Linked DNA regions of Mus musculus: all the other regions are linked to region 5. The links are chromatin contacts, called in public promoter capture Hi-C maps. All regions are on one chromosome and are shown on one strand. The core of a region is the stretch at or near the end of the contact, and the rest is flanking DNA. Distances in the headings are between cores, read along the strand shown.

Evidence for each region. Promoter capture Hi-C pulls out the DNA fragments that hold promoters and counts their contacts. Capture Hi-C pulls out chosen DNA fragments and counts their contacts.
Region 1: a promoter capture Hi-C map of liver shows a contact between it and region 5, with 16 times the contacts expected there. The contact joins the promoter of Zfp939 here to the promoter of AW146154 in region 5. A contact is called at or near these places in 7 of 39 promoter capture datasets (cranial neural crest, embryonic stem cells, hippocampal neurons and 3 more), 2 of 484 Hi-C or Micro-C datasets (forebrain and rod photoreceptor), 1 of 115 datasets of contacts at active chromatin or transcription factors (astrocytes) and 2 of 9 other capture datasets (adipose tissue and liver).
Region 2: a promoter capture Hi-C map of pre-B cells shows a contact between it and region 5. The contact joins the promoter of Zfp658 here to the promoter of AW146154 in region 5. A contact is called at or near these places in 5 of 39 promoter capture datasets (cranial neural crest, frontonasal cranial neural crest, liver and 2 more).
Region 3: a contact with region 5 is called in a promoter capture Hi-C map of liver, with 3 times the contacts expected there. The contact joins the promoter of Zfp719 here to the promoter of AW146154 in region 5. A contact is called at or near these places in 3 of 39 promoter capture datasets (frontonasal cranial neural crest, liver and pre-B cells) and 1 of 9 other capture datasets (liver).
Region 4: a promoter capture Hi-C map of pre-B cells shows a contact between it and region 5, with 8 times the contacts expected there. The contact joins the promoter of Ctu1 here to the promoter of AW146154 in region 5. A contact is called at or near these places in 2 of 39 promoter capture datasets (liver and pre-B cells) and 1 of 9 other capture datasets (liver).

What each region holds. Positions count from the first base shown.
Region 1 is chr7:39,448,146-39,450,845 of GRCm38.p6, forward strand. It overlaps Zfp939 (zinc finger protein 939), which reads left to right and starts at 1,373. Exons shown (of 6, transcript NM_001243021.1): 1 at 1,373-1,508. The coding sequence starts at 1,506. It also overlaps the pseudogene Gm5590.
Region 2 is chr7:43,561,094-43,563,793 of GRCm38.p6, forward strand. It overlaps Zfp658 (zinc finger protein 658), which reads left to right and starts at 1,277. Exons shown (of 5, transcript NM_001008549.2): 1 at 1,277-1,328.
Region 3 is chr7:43,578,163-43,580,862 of GRCm38.p6, forward strand. Zfp719 (zinc finger protein 719) reads left to right here and starts at 1,424. Exons shown (of 4, transcript NM_172482.1): 1 at 1,424-1,604.
Region 4 is chr7:43,670,638-43,673,337 of GRCm38.p6, forward strand. Ctu1 (cytosolic thiouridylase subunit 1) reads left to right here and starts at 1,394. Exons shown (of 3, transcript NM_145582.1): 1 at 1,394-1,438. It also overlaps a transcript of Siglece not described here.
Region 5 is chr7:41,498,473-41,501,172 of GRCm38.p6, forward strand. AW146154 (expressed sequence AW146154) reads right to left here and starts at 1,418. Exons shown (of 4, transcript NM_001033530.3): 1 at 822-1,418. The coding sequence starts at 824.

The DNA of each region.
Region 1 (2,700 bases), core at 123-2,622, 2.1 Mb before region 5:
GGGCACAAGAACTTTTGTGTGCCTAACATGCCCTGACTTTTCTCAAAGACAGACTTTAGGTTATAAGCCAAATAAACCCTTTCCTCCCTGAATTGCTTTTGGTCAGTGTTTAAGCATAGCATCAGAAAAGCAAACAGTATGGCTATCACAGAGCATATATGGAGGTCAGAGGACAACTTTTGAGAGTTGGTTCTCTCCTTATAGTATCTGGGTTCTAGGAATGGAACTCATGTTATCCAATTTGGTGGAAAACTCAATGAGGCACCTTTATGGCTTTACTTTTAAATAATAAACAAAACCGTGTTATTTATGAACAACATGGCCAAATAACACCATTTGTGTTTTCAGATAACGAATTCAGAAGTAATCTTGTCTGTGTGATATAATTTTATTGCTGCCCTCGAGTATGGATTAAAACAGAATCGACATCAGGTAGAGTAACACATTAGCTGTAAATTAACTCTAATCACAGAAATGTTCAGGCTTTATAGAGATTACTACCAGTTCAAGGTCATATCTGTAACGAGTTCCCAGCAAGTCACGATAACATACTGAGCCAAAAAGAAACTGGAGGGATGGTTTAAAGAGTAAGGGTGAATCTCCAAGTGTGAGACCCTGAGTCTGAATCTCTAGCATGTACATAAGAAAGTTGAGGGCTATAGAGAGACTGGGGACCACTGGGGTGGGCTGGCTGCCAGCTTTCCTCCAGGTTAAGCAAGAAGCTTTGTCCCAGGAGAATAAAGTCCACGTGTCACAGAAGAAGATTTTCAACCTTCTTCTCTGGCCACACATGTACACATGTAAGTAAAAGAAAATTTGAGAAAACAAACTTGGCCAATGAGATGATTCAGTGAGTAAAGGCTCCTACATCAAAGCGATCCGTGGGACTCACATGGTAGAACGAAAGAACAACTCTCACAAGTTGTCCTCTGAACACTACACGTGTGCCAAGGCAGGTGAAACCCCACGAAAACAAATAAATAAATAGGACGTAAAAACGACAAAAAAATAAAACAAGAAAAATCTGCTAATTAAATGAAAAGAACAAAACAAAAGCAAAAATCACAGTTACTATTGAGTCCTTCGCCAGAGGCAAATTCCTTTCTACATGGGTGCAGAATAGTTACTTTCACTCCGTGGGATTGGAGTGCTGGCGGCTCAGAGAGCACACTGTGACCTGTCTAGCATTTGTTGGTCACTGGAAAGACACCCCTACAGCTCCTTTCTCCTGTCACTCAGGAGGGCAAGGCCTGAATCCCTGTCCAATCAAAAGCACTGTTATAGGAGGATCCAATCGGATTCCCTGAGAAAGTAGGAGGGCGGGCATTGAACGAAGGTTCTTTTTATCCCCGCCCACTTACCACTACCCACCCACCACCATCGGGGTTGGGATCTGTCAGGCGCTTCTGCTTGGTATCTGCGATTCTCTGCCTCTTTCTGTCGTCAGTGCCCATCGCTGCTGGGGGAAGCTCCGTAATTAGGACCCTGGTGTCCAGGAACCGGAAATGGTGAGCGCATGGCGTCCTGACCTGGGCTCAGTGTTGGCACACCGCACCTTCCCGCCTGGCCCCTCCGGACGGTCCCGTCCAGCCAGGCACTGGTGTCCTGCCAGGGCTGATGGGTTTTCAGGCACCTGGGCCGGGGTGGCCGAGAAAGGCTTTTGAGAGTGGCCTGGCCAAGGCGTGCTGCGGAAAGAGCAGTCGTCGCTGCATCTAGGCCAGTGCGTTCCCGGACTCGCGCTGTGTTTTCTGCTGGGTTCTGAGTACGCCTTTGGGTGTGTGTGTCTGTTTTCATGTCTTTGTGGTTTTTGAACCGGACTCTCCAAATCTAGGTGTACGAGCGCCTGCCAGCACTATGGCTTTGCTGTCGCGAAGCATTTCCTTAAGTCACTTGGGTTCTCTAGGACGTTGGCTGTGTGAATCTTCTACCATTATTGAGAAGGCAGTGGCTTATTACCTCCCTACCTCTTCTCCACTGCTCATCACCTGCGGAGGTGGGTCCAGGGCTAGCTTGTATGCGTCTGCCTTTATGTGTCTGGGGATTGATCTGAATCTGTGTGATATGTCTGTATATATGGCATTGAGGATGGAATACCTGGAGATTTGTGCATATTAGACAAATTCTGTGCCAGGATAGAGACAGGGTCCCAGTGTAGGCCAGTGTGGCCTTGAATTTGCTATCTTCCTATATTGGCTTCTAAAATGTCTGGGATTATACTCATGCACCATCAGGGCTCATACTGGGTCCTTTTTGTGTAGAAGATTTGGAGAGCAGTGGGATGCTTTAAGTGGGGTTTAATGAGCTGTCCTAGTAGGAATATGGAAGACCTTGTTGCTTTGAGTGATTTGAACTGTGCGGACCTGACCAAAGAGGTTTCAGTGGCGAAGAACTTCAGTATGTGGCCTAGAGACTGCTTTTGTAATATTTTGGTGAAGTTTGTGGCTGCTTTTTGCCCTTGTCTGAAGAGTCTGCCTGAGGCTAAGGTGCATTGACAAAGGAATTCTCAGAAACACCCATCATAGACTTTGTTCTCTGGTTAAGTCTCAGGAGCATTTTTGAATAAGTTTAGAAAGGAAAAATATAAAATACATGGTTTGAGTATTAAAGGGGAACCAGGAAGTGAATCGGAGCTGAAACCTGTGTTCAAAGATATTAAATCGAATTAAGGGAGTGGAGCTTGGGGTAAGATCCCACCCAGCC
Region 2 (2,700 bases), core at 27-2,526, 2.1 Mb after region 5:
CATAAGGAGAGAGCCTGTGGAAGAGCAAGGTGGTGCCCGGGAGGCAATAAGTGCGTGTGGGTATCAATCATATGCTAAGATGTAGCAGAGAATCGATCAGAAGTTGATATTTGCATATTAACTTTTATGTGGTTTAATATAATTTGGCATGTGGTGATGGGTGGCTGAGACTACTTTTTGGGACCCCCGGAGCTGTATCTTTGGACACAAAACCCTGGTCACAAGAGCACCAGTACTATAATTTGTTCTCAAGACAATCAAAATCATATGTGAAGCTAGGCATGATGGCATATCCCCCCCACCCCCCAGCCCTGGAAAGCAGAAGCAGGGGATCATACCATGTTCAATGCTATACTCTTGTCTACACAGAACTAGAGAACGCTAACCTGAGATACTGCACACAATCGTTCATTTTGTTCAGATATTCGACTTTGGCCTATGGATTTATTCCCTCTACTGTACTGCACGTTTTCGTCATCAATTGATCTCTCACCATTTATCATTATCTCCCTCTCCACCTTCCTCTACACTATTTCTTATATATGCAAAACACACAATAAATAATGAAGAATTAAAATAAAAACACTTGTCATTGACAACAGATTTTCTCCACCTCTGGTCCCCATGAAAAGCCTCAGTGTCACATTTATTTCAGACCTTCATCTTTAAAGATTCCACATGGCTTCAATTCCCATTTCCCAACAAACCTAGTTTTTTTTTTCTTTATATTTATTAATTTATTTTTTATTTACTTCTTAGTTTAGAGGAAAAAAATCTTTTAAGTCCCTGAGAATATACAGAAAAAAAAATGGTATTTTTAGTAATATGCAGCATCCCGGTCTCTTGGAAATAACTGATATACACGTATAGGTAGGAAGTAAAATCCCCTGAAAATATGAGACAGCCTTGGACTTTCACTGTGTCACAGTCCACAAGCTTTGCCTGCTTATGTGCACACTGTGATGGTGGTCCCTGTATCATTGTATTGTGGGAGTGGCCATGACAGCTCCTAAAGGAACAGAAACTACAGGAAGATCCAAGTGAAGTATTGGCAAGTTGTAGCGTCACAAATAGTAGCGCGCATGCGCTTCGCCAGCCTCCACAAGGGGAAAAAAGGGGGTGTGGGAGGGTGGCGAAGAACACTGATTCGCAGTAAACGGAAGTGGTCTCGAGCGGTCATATCCGCTTAAATCTCCGCGCAGATCAGTTCTGTTATTGTTGCCCGCACTCCAGGAGAGTTTGGATTCTAACACTGAGGGCCCGGGGGCGGAAGTCGCAGGGAGGGACACTGCGCGTCCTGTGCAGAGTTCTCTGCATTGTTGTGAGAGGTGAGCGGCAGGGGCGCAGGGAGGATGCTGTGCTGTTGAGCGCTGATTTGTGTTGAGTGACAGCTGACACAGCTACTGGAGGGATGCCCTGGTTGAGCTGGGGTGGGAATCCTATGGGAGTTGGGAGAGCAGGGTTGCTGAGAGAGACAGACAGTGCAGCCAGCTACCGCAAGCCTGGGGCTAGCGTCTCTGAGGGCGATCGCGCTGCTTTCTAGTAGTAGCCTGCGAGAAGAGAACAGGCAGATACAAATGGAAAATGAGATTATTTGTGGTTTGGGCTTAATTTGGGAAAGCCAGCCATTCTCGGTCAGCCTGTGGCTTCTGCCTGCGGAACTAATACTAAGAACACGTGGAACAAAAGCCAGGGGATTTGCATATGCAAAGAGGGCACAGGCATCGGAGCTGCAAGTTGAGCCTTTGTGCAGGTAGCAAGGCTTGTAAAACAGGACCTTTTCGTTCCCAGCATGTAGTCTCCTGTAGAGAGCTAGCGCTGCAAAGCAAACGTTTAAAAGGCAAATCCTAATCCCCGGGCCGTTTTATGTGAGGGCTGGGACATGAGGCGGGTCAATGCTGCCTCTGCTGAGACCATATGGTCACAATAAGAGTCAGTGATTGGCACTTGAGCAGAAGGACCCTGTGTCCTTATTGGAGGTTGTATGTTCCTTGGGTATCACTATTGAGTTTATTGAAGATTCTCTGGAAACTAGTAAATTGTCATCTTGGCTGCCAAAGTAATAACGTTCTGGGGAACTAGGTATGCCCATTTTAACCCCGTGGTTAAATTAATCCTGTGGTCAGTCCACTTATCAGAGGTTACTTAAAGTCCAGAATGACAGTGAATATGTCCTGTGTACCATAAAAACATTGTGGACAAGGGAGAAATGTTTTGTGTCGAGGGCCTGGTGTTTATGTGCAGGGTTTCCAAGTCAGGGAAGGGATTGAGCCATTGAATTTAAGGAAGAGAAACAGGATGTCAATGTGGGCATAGATGAAAACGAAAATGTCTAGACAGGCACAGAGAGCCAGGAGTGGCCATCACCACACCACACTGCACCACATCTCTGCTCTCAGAAGGAGAAAGGGTTCTGGGTGCTGGGCACACAGAGACCGCCCGAGATCATGGGCACTGGGTGTGGTTTAGAGTAGGGAAGGAACGGGACTGGTCCTGCTCTTCCTCTTAGGGTGTGTTCTGGAACAGCCCATAAGCTTAGTTGTCATTTCTGAGAGAGAAATGGTTGTATCAATGCTGGTGGCATGCTTAAAAGAGCTCTCGTGAGAGCTGGGCACAATGGCGCACACCTTTAGTCCCAGCACTCAGGAAGCAGAGAGCCGCAGGCCAGCTACAGCAACACAGTGAGGCCATGTCTCAAAA
Region 3 (2,700 bases), core at 174-2,673, 2.1 Mb after region 5:
AAAAGAAATTCCGGAAGAACACGTTGGTGCCTAACTTATCATAATTTTGCTCTGTGGTGATGGATGGCTGAGTCCACTCTTTTGGGACTCCTGAGGTGTATCTTTGATGATGAAACTGTTTCCTAAATCATTATTCCTGTAGTCTGTTCTCAGTGGGAAGCTCTAGACTATGTGTGAACTGGGCATGATTGCACATTGTTGTAATCCTAGAACTTCCCTGGTATAGACAAGATCAGAGTAACTTCAAGGCCAGCCTGGTCTACATAGTTCCAGACCAGTGGTTCTCAACCTTTCTAATATTTTTCATTGCTACTTCATAACTGTAATTTTGCTACTGTTATGAATCATGATGTAAATATTTTTGGAGATAGAGGTTTGTCAAAGGGGTCATAACCCACAGGTTGAGAACCACTGTTCTAGACTGTCCAGGGCTAGAATGTGTTTAATATGGAGATAACTCACACAATTTTATACTTTATTCTTATAATGTACATTAGGTCTACTAATTTATTCACTACAGTGCTAGGTGTTTTTCCCATTTGACTAGTGTCCCTGTTTATCATTATTTCCACTGCCCACCTAGTTCTACATTATTTCTATTATGCGATTTAGAAGACATTTTACTTCTAAGTAAGAACAGGTTTCTATCCTCTGGGAACCGTGAGATGCCTCAGTATGACGTAAATGATGGCTTATCTCAGTTTCTCACCGTTGGTGTTCCATATGACTTACCTCCTGTTTCCTAATAACCCCACATAGTTTTCAATTTTTGAAAAATTAGAAAAGGCCAGTGTGGTGATACACATCTTTAATCCCAGCACTCGGGAAACAGAGGCCATGAGATGTCTGAGAGTCCAAGGCCAGAATGACCTTCATGTCCGGTTCCAAGCCAGTCAGACCAATATAGTGAGGTCATCTCAAAAATAAGAACTTCTTTCAATTCTGGTGAAAATCAAGAGAAAGTTGAAGAAAAAGAGAAACAGATTAAAAGCACTTGTTGCTCTTGCAGCTGTCCTGGATGCTATAAACTCAACATGCAGGCAAAAATACATAAAGTAAATCTAATAAAATACAGGGGAAAAAAAGGTACATTTAGGAAGATGTAATGTTACAGTGTCTTAGAATTATATACACATACAAGACGTTAATAAATCCCCTAAGCATGTGAGACAGCCTTGGACTTTCACCTATCACATTCTTGTCGGCTGTATGGAACCGTTGCGCTTTGATGCTTGCCTCTGTGTCACGGGAGTGTGGGTTCAGCCATGGCACTTTCTAGGAAGAAGTTAAAAAAAAAAAAAAAAAAATCAGAAACCACCAGATGAGCCATAATAAGTACTGGCAAGACAGACTTCCGCCAGTGGTGGTGCGCATGCGCGCCACCCAGGGCTACGTGGTAGTGAACTGAGGGAACCCTTATTCAAATCGGAAGTGGCCTAGAGTGATCACATCCGCTCAGATCTTAAAGTAGTTCGCCTCTCCTGTCGTTGCCAGGGTAGCGTGGGTGTTTGGAATCCGAACCCATGGAATTGTGGGTGTCTGTGGGCGGAAGTCTCGCAGTCCTGGCGTGCCGTGTGCAGAGCTTCTCTAAGGTGTAATGTGAGGTGAGTGGATGTGGAGCAGAGGACGCTGTGCTGCTGAGCGCCGGTTTGTGCTGAGTGATGGTTGAATCGGCCCCAGGGGGGGATGAGGTGGATAAAGTGGGGGTCGTTCGGTTCTCTTTCATTCTGTTCCTGCGGGTTTTCCGCGTCTGTATTTTGTCACTTCCCAGTATGCTGTCCTGTGGGATTTCCCACCGTCGTCCGTGAAAATTACCATGTGAGGGCATTCGGGGCAGGACTCAGTGAGTGGGCGCTGCAGCATCCGGGAGCTTCAGGGCGAGGACCTTGAGATGGCTTGTGATCCGCTCAGTCTGTGATTGGCTTAGGAGTCAGGCGATGGAGCTTGAGGCCAGTGTAGGGTGCTTTGTGAGGGCGACCGCGTCGCTTTCTGGGCTGTTTGAGTAGCTGGTAACTGGAGCCCTGGCTCCTGGTCAAACACTGGCCTTCGAGAGGAGATAAACTCCAAAGAGTAAGAGAAAACGGGGAAATGAATTTATTTACGTTTGGTCCAAACTGGAGACCCAGTGCCCTCCATCTCTGTCAGCCTAAGCAGTATTAGCAATAGAAGGCACTGCCTAGAAGCCAGGAGATGTGTTTAGGTATATTTAATGTGGTCACAGTTATCTAAGCGGGGACATAGCCTTGGGGCTGCCCTTAGGTGTTCTGGATATTTCCTTTCCCCCGTATGCAACTGAAGACAGAAGAAAGATTTAAGAAAAAACTAGTCATTTCAGTTACAATTGAAAGTTTACATAAATACTGCAGTCCTTTGCTGATGTGAGGTCTGATCGGAGGTTTGACTTGTGCCTGGGATCTGTGAATTTGGCAAGGATTGGTAATTGGCAGTTACGCAGAAAGGTGCTGCTGTAAAAAGATTGTAAGGCAGAAGCCTGGGTTCCTGCATCCAAACAGGCAAGGGCCAGCCTCATCCAGTCTGCCTACTGAAGAGACCAGTGAGGAGGAAAGGCAGGAGAGTGGAGATGTGGGTCAGCAGTGTTGGGTTCCCAGCACCCACACCACATGGTGCCTTGGAACTGCCTGGTGGGACGATTCCAGGGGATCCGTGTTCCCTTCTGGCCTCCCAGCTAATGGTGCACAG
Region 4 (2,700 bases), core at 144-2,643, 2.2 Mb after region 5:
CCAATGAGGTGCTGGGAATATACCTAGCTTAGTAATAGAGCATCCACTTAGAATCCCCTAATGAGAGGCTAGGGTGTGGCACAGTGTTAAAACCCCTGCCTAGAATTTCCCAGTAAGTTCCTGGGTAGTAAGTGGCTCAATAATCGAGTCCCTACCTAGAATCCCCTAGTGAGGGGCTGGAGTGTGGTTCGTCGGTAGAAAGCTGTCTGAAACTGGAGAATGATCCACAGTAGGAATGCTTTTCATTTCAAGTGCATAAACAGCAAACTGCAGAAAGATAATGGGGCACCAGGTCAGACATGAAACAAACATCCAGTAGAAACAGACTGGGGAAGCTGGGAACCACACACAGTCTGCAGGAGGCTGAAGAAGAGGATCCCAGGAAGACAGACTCCCAACTAACCATTCCCACCACAGATGTCCTATGGGATGAGAAGTAGCAGAGGTCTCTGGGAATGGGTCCCATCCTATCTGTGTTCAAGGATACACTATTTTTCTTCTAAGAACTTACTCTCCTGTTCTTAAGGAAGTAGCGTTTCCACTTTATTTGGCTGTTCTCTTTCACTTTCTCACAGGACCAGGAAGCCGGCTGGTGACTGAGGAAGCGGTCTTGGAGAACGCTTTAAGACAAAATGCTTGGGTCTAAAGTCGGGCTGGGACGCCAGGTTCCCGGTGACCTTAAACAGTACAAGACGACAATTTACTGATGTGTATTACAATAGCTTACATAGCTGTGTGTCATCTGGACTCCTTCCACCTTTGTGAGAAAGGAAGGAAGGAAGGAAGGAAGGAAGGAAGGAAGGAAGGAAGGAAGGAAGGAAGGAAGACAGAAAGGGGCAAGATTGCATACACCTTTTATCTTAGCACTCTGGAGGCAGATGCAGGTGGGTCTCTGAGTTCAAGGCCAGCCTGGTCTATATGGCTAGTTCCTCCAGGACAGCCTAGGCTACATGGTAAGATCCTGGGGAGAGAATCAAAGAAAGAGAGAGCAAGGGAGAGAGACACAGAGAAGAGGGAGGGGGAAACAGTAACAGAGACTGAGAAGCAAGCAAGTAGCAGAAGTATATGATAGTCCACAAAACTAGGAAATTATACTGCAGCCATTCTGATTTCAACCACTTCTGATTTCAACTTCCCTTCTGGTGACCTCGCGTTGCCGGACAACATCAGGATTCTGGGCTCGGTTCCCAGGCCCTGGTGTGCGCCCTACAGAGTCGGCCCGTGGGGAGGCATTTGGCAGAAGGAAAGCTGTACTCTCAAGTGTTTCTGGGAATTGGAGTCCAAGCTGCTGTAGAGTTACAGGCCCGCGTCTGGAGCTGTTGCATTCTGGAAGTCGTAGGCAAAGCAGTTCAAGGCCTTATGGGAATTGTAGTCCCAGGGCATTTTTCCGCTCCAGGCTTCCGCGTGGCAGGCAGAGTACTCAGCTCGTTCCACTCAGGTTAGTGTTCCTCTTCCTCCGGTTCCTACGGGCTTGGGGCCATGGTGCCACGGGAGAGCTGAAGGTCTTTCTAGAGATTTGGCACTCGCTTTTATGATTGTCAACTCGCGTTCTGGCCAGGATCTCCTAGTCTGGTCTCTTGCCAGGCCGCTTTGTTCATTTGGTGGTAACAGATCATCTGCCTTCTCTTGCCCCTGTTAAATATGTTCTGGTGACGCCTCTTCTGCCCTTTAGGAGAGTTGGCCACCCGGAGGCACCCCTGAAATTTGTTTTGTAGATCAGGCTAGCCTGGAACTTGCAGAAATTCAACTGCCACTTCCTCTTGAGTGTTGGGATTAAAGGCGTGCACCACCACGCCTGTTATTACCTCGGGGGTTTGCCGCCAGTCTGTACACAATTCTTTCCCCCATCATCCCAGATACTTACTTAATTAGCATAAGCCCTGTTCGCTCCGTCAGCTAAAGACTACTGATATATCTATCAACCAGGTTCCCTCCATGATCTCAGGGCTACTACTGATGTGGTATCCCCCTTTTCTGTTTCTGCGTGTGTCTGTAAGCTACTCCTTACAATAGCAACCCCCTCACAGGATTAGATGACTGAGAACAGAGAGTGTATTTACACGCCATTCTGCATAAATGCGGGGGTAGAAGGTGGTGGGCACTCTCAGGAGACAGATAAGCCAGGCAGAAGGGACAGATTTGGGGAGCACTTGAAAGGTGCCCTGCAAGGATCCTAAGTGGGTCGTTAGGAGGTCAAGCCTGGAGGCACCTCTGAGCCTGATGATTCTAGGGCTTGCTGGGCAGGGCGTGAGGAGAAGTGAGGAGAGACTGGTGTGAACCTAATCCGGGCGAGAGGAAGGGGAGAAACAAAGGCTGAGGAGGATAGTTCAAGGGGCAGTGCTCAGCCAGGAGAGTTAGGGGAGTCTTGAGGGCTGCTTGCTGGGTTCAGTGATCAGAAAGAACTCTTTGGGCCAGAGGAAAGGAGTGTTCCTGGGATACTTGAGAGCATTCTGGAAAGGAGCCACGGGGCCTCCCAAGCATCATTCACGGACCTGTCAAAAAGGTAACTGGGCTGGATCTGCAGGTTGTTATATGCAAATTGTCGTGAAGGAGGGGAGGCCAAGGCAGAGACCAGTGACCCAGACAAGCAGGCTGTGCCAGTGTTCTGAGTTGTGCAGGATAATCAAACAATGAGGGTCACCTTAGAATGTAATCGGGCTCCAAGGCAGCAAGGAGGTCCAGCCTCAATGAACTGAACGT
Region 5 (2,700 bases), core at 168-2,667:
AAGCCAGTCCTGGACCCAACAGTGTTTTCCCTTTTCAAAGAGTTGCCAGCCGGTGTTCTCCTGCGAATATGGCAGAACTATGCTTTTTCTCAAGAAGAAAACTAGCAGCACTTTGTGATAAACAGCCTTTAATGTTGATTGGGACTCTAGAACGCTCCCTTGAGCAGCCAGTTCTTTGCTATGAGGATGGCCCTAGTGGCTGGTTGCCAATCAGAGTAGCCTCCTTTGTTAAGCACTGGAGCACTTTTCTGGACAATCCTAGTGAACAAATATATCTATCCTAGCATCCTGATCTCTAACGGGTCTGGTTAGCACACTACTTATCTGTAGGGTGTCTCAGAGGCATTCCTCCCTCAGCTAAACTCTACTTGCTGTCCCTTACTATCTCCTAAGCATTGGTAAATCCTTTAACATCATCAATTCTACTCTTCATCACAGTTTGATATTGGAGTGCTACCCAACATGAAATGCCTTTTACAACCTCTACAGAATTAACTCCAAATAGGTCTTACAGCTAAATGTTAAATGATAGGGGAGTTAACTTTTAGAAGTAAAGAGAAACTAGGCCTGAGTTTGACATCCTGCTAAGGATGTTTCCACACACAAGTCTCTGTGCCAGATGCTTTGAGCAGATGCAGCCCTCATAGCGAAGTTATTCACATCCACTGCTGGGTTCAGGGAATGACTAGGACAAAAAGGGAAGTAACAGGTGGTCAGATCTGGCCACACTTACCACCCAGACCCAGGGACAAGCCACCATACCAGCTCCTGCAACACAACTGCCTGCTCCTCCCCCCTGTGGGCAGTGGCTCTGCACTCACCATGTCGCGAATTAGCAATTTGCTAGAGCTTCCCTCACAGCACCCAGCAGCAGCGCTTAGAGAAAAACAATCAGAACTTTTCCAGCCCGCTCCGCTACAGAGCTGAAGCTGCCGCAAGGCACCCGGAAGATCCCGCCTCCTTTTCTGACTGGCAGGTCCACCTCAAGGCTCTGATTGGCCCTTAAGTCTTGAGTAACGCGAGTACCTCCCTGAGGGTTAGGGTGTGCAGATGAGACTCCGCATGATGGTTGCTGGCCGGGTCTTCCAGTACAGTACCAGACCTTTTCCAGATACATAGAGATTTGCATTTCAGTAGCACTTGTGTCTGTATTCTACCCGTCTGTCTTTCCATCCCGCACCGGGAAGGACCCATCACCTCAGCTCCTGCCGCCCAGCTGCCTGCTCCTCCCCTTTGTAAACAACGACCCTGCGCTTTCTAAGTCGTGGTGGAATCTGGAGCTTGCTTGAACTACCTTTATTCATTAGGCACTTCCCCTTCTTCCTCCGGAAATGAAGGTGGATATGTAATGGAAATCAAGCTTGAAAATTGTAATTCCCAAATTTGACCTGTAAGCCTCACCTGCCCAGGAACCAGGTTACTTCTAGGAATGCTGGGAATTGTAGTTCTTTGTAAGTAACAAGTCCTCGTGGGAAAGTACGGTGGCCAAATTGATTATCTGTATAAAGCCCTACAACATGTGACCGGGGGCTATCCCAGCTGGGAAATTCTGTGGATATTTCTGATCCAGATCCACCGCTTGGTCAGTACTTAATATTTAATAAACGGTTGCTTCAAATTTGGACGGAAATGGTTGATTTGGTTTTCCAATAAAACTCAGGTTTAAGGTATGGAAGCGCATAAGGAAATAATGGTCCCAAATTCGCTCTTCATTCCGGATAATCGAGGGGTGGGCTGACCCAGCCAAGGTCTCCGGGAAATGCGTTCCCTCTGCAGACTCCCGGGGTGAATGGCAGACTCGGAGAAAAACAGTAAGCTTCCTGTTGGTTCCTGGATTCTGGTTAAGGGGATGGAGTTTGTACACCCGTTCGGGCAATTGAGAGATACCTATCGTTTGTTTGTTTGCTTGTTTGTTTTAGTAATTTCTACGTAATTGGGAGTTCATCCAGGGCCATCAGTTATTTTCTGATCAGTTATTTGCCATGGGAGCTCTGGAAACGCCCTCTACTGACGCTGGGAGGTAGAAACTTAAGTAACCCCGCACTTGAGAACTTCAGCTAGGTCCCAATGCCTAGGCTGTCCAACTAATCAGAGACTTCCAGAGGATACCAGGAATTCCAGGGATTATACAAGGAGTCCGCTGAAACAGTCTCCCATCGGTTAAGTTCTCCTAGATTGATGAAACCTCTGTGTAACACCAATTCAATCTATATTGTTGACTCCTGTTTTGTGTTTTGTCCACTTGTCTAGTGCTTCCTCGTGTGTTACCATAGGGTGGGGGAGGGGGGCGACTAAATTAGAGGAAGGCACAATATAAGAATTTACGGACTTAGAAGCAGAAAAGGCCAATTCTAAATATCGTTGTCTTAGGTATCTGATCTGTCTTTGTGTGTTTTGACTTAAGGCTGTAAGGCACAGTGGCTCAGGGAGCTCCGGGTGCAGCATACATAGTTCCGACCCCACCTGCATCTAACTGACTGTGAAGTTGTCTCTCAATATGAGATGCTCTGACTTGGATTGTATTCAGAAGCTACAGACTCTACCCCAGGCTCAGATACTTCTTCTGCCTTCTCCTACCTGTGTCTAGCTGGCAGGAAAGCTGGGTCGAGAAAAACTTAACATTTTAGAACACCAAGTATGTATAAGGTAGATTTGGAGATAGACAATTCACAAATAGCACTTGGGGCTCATTGGATAGCT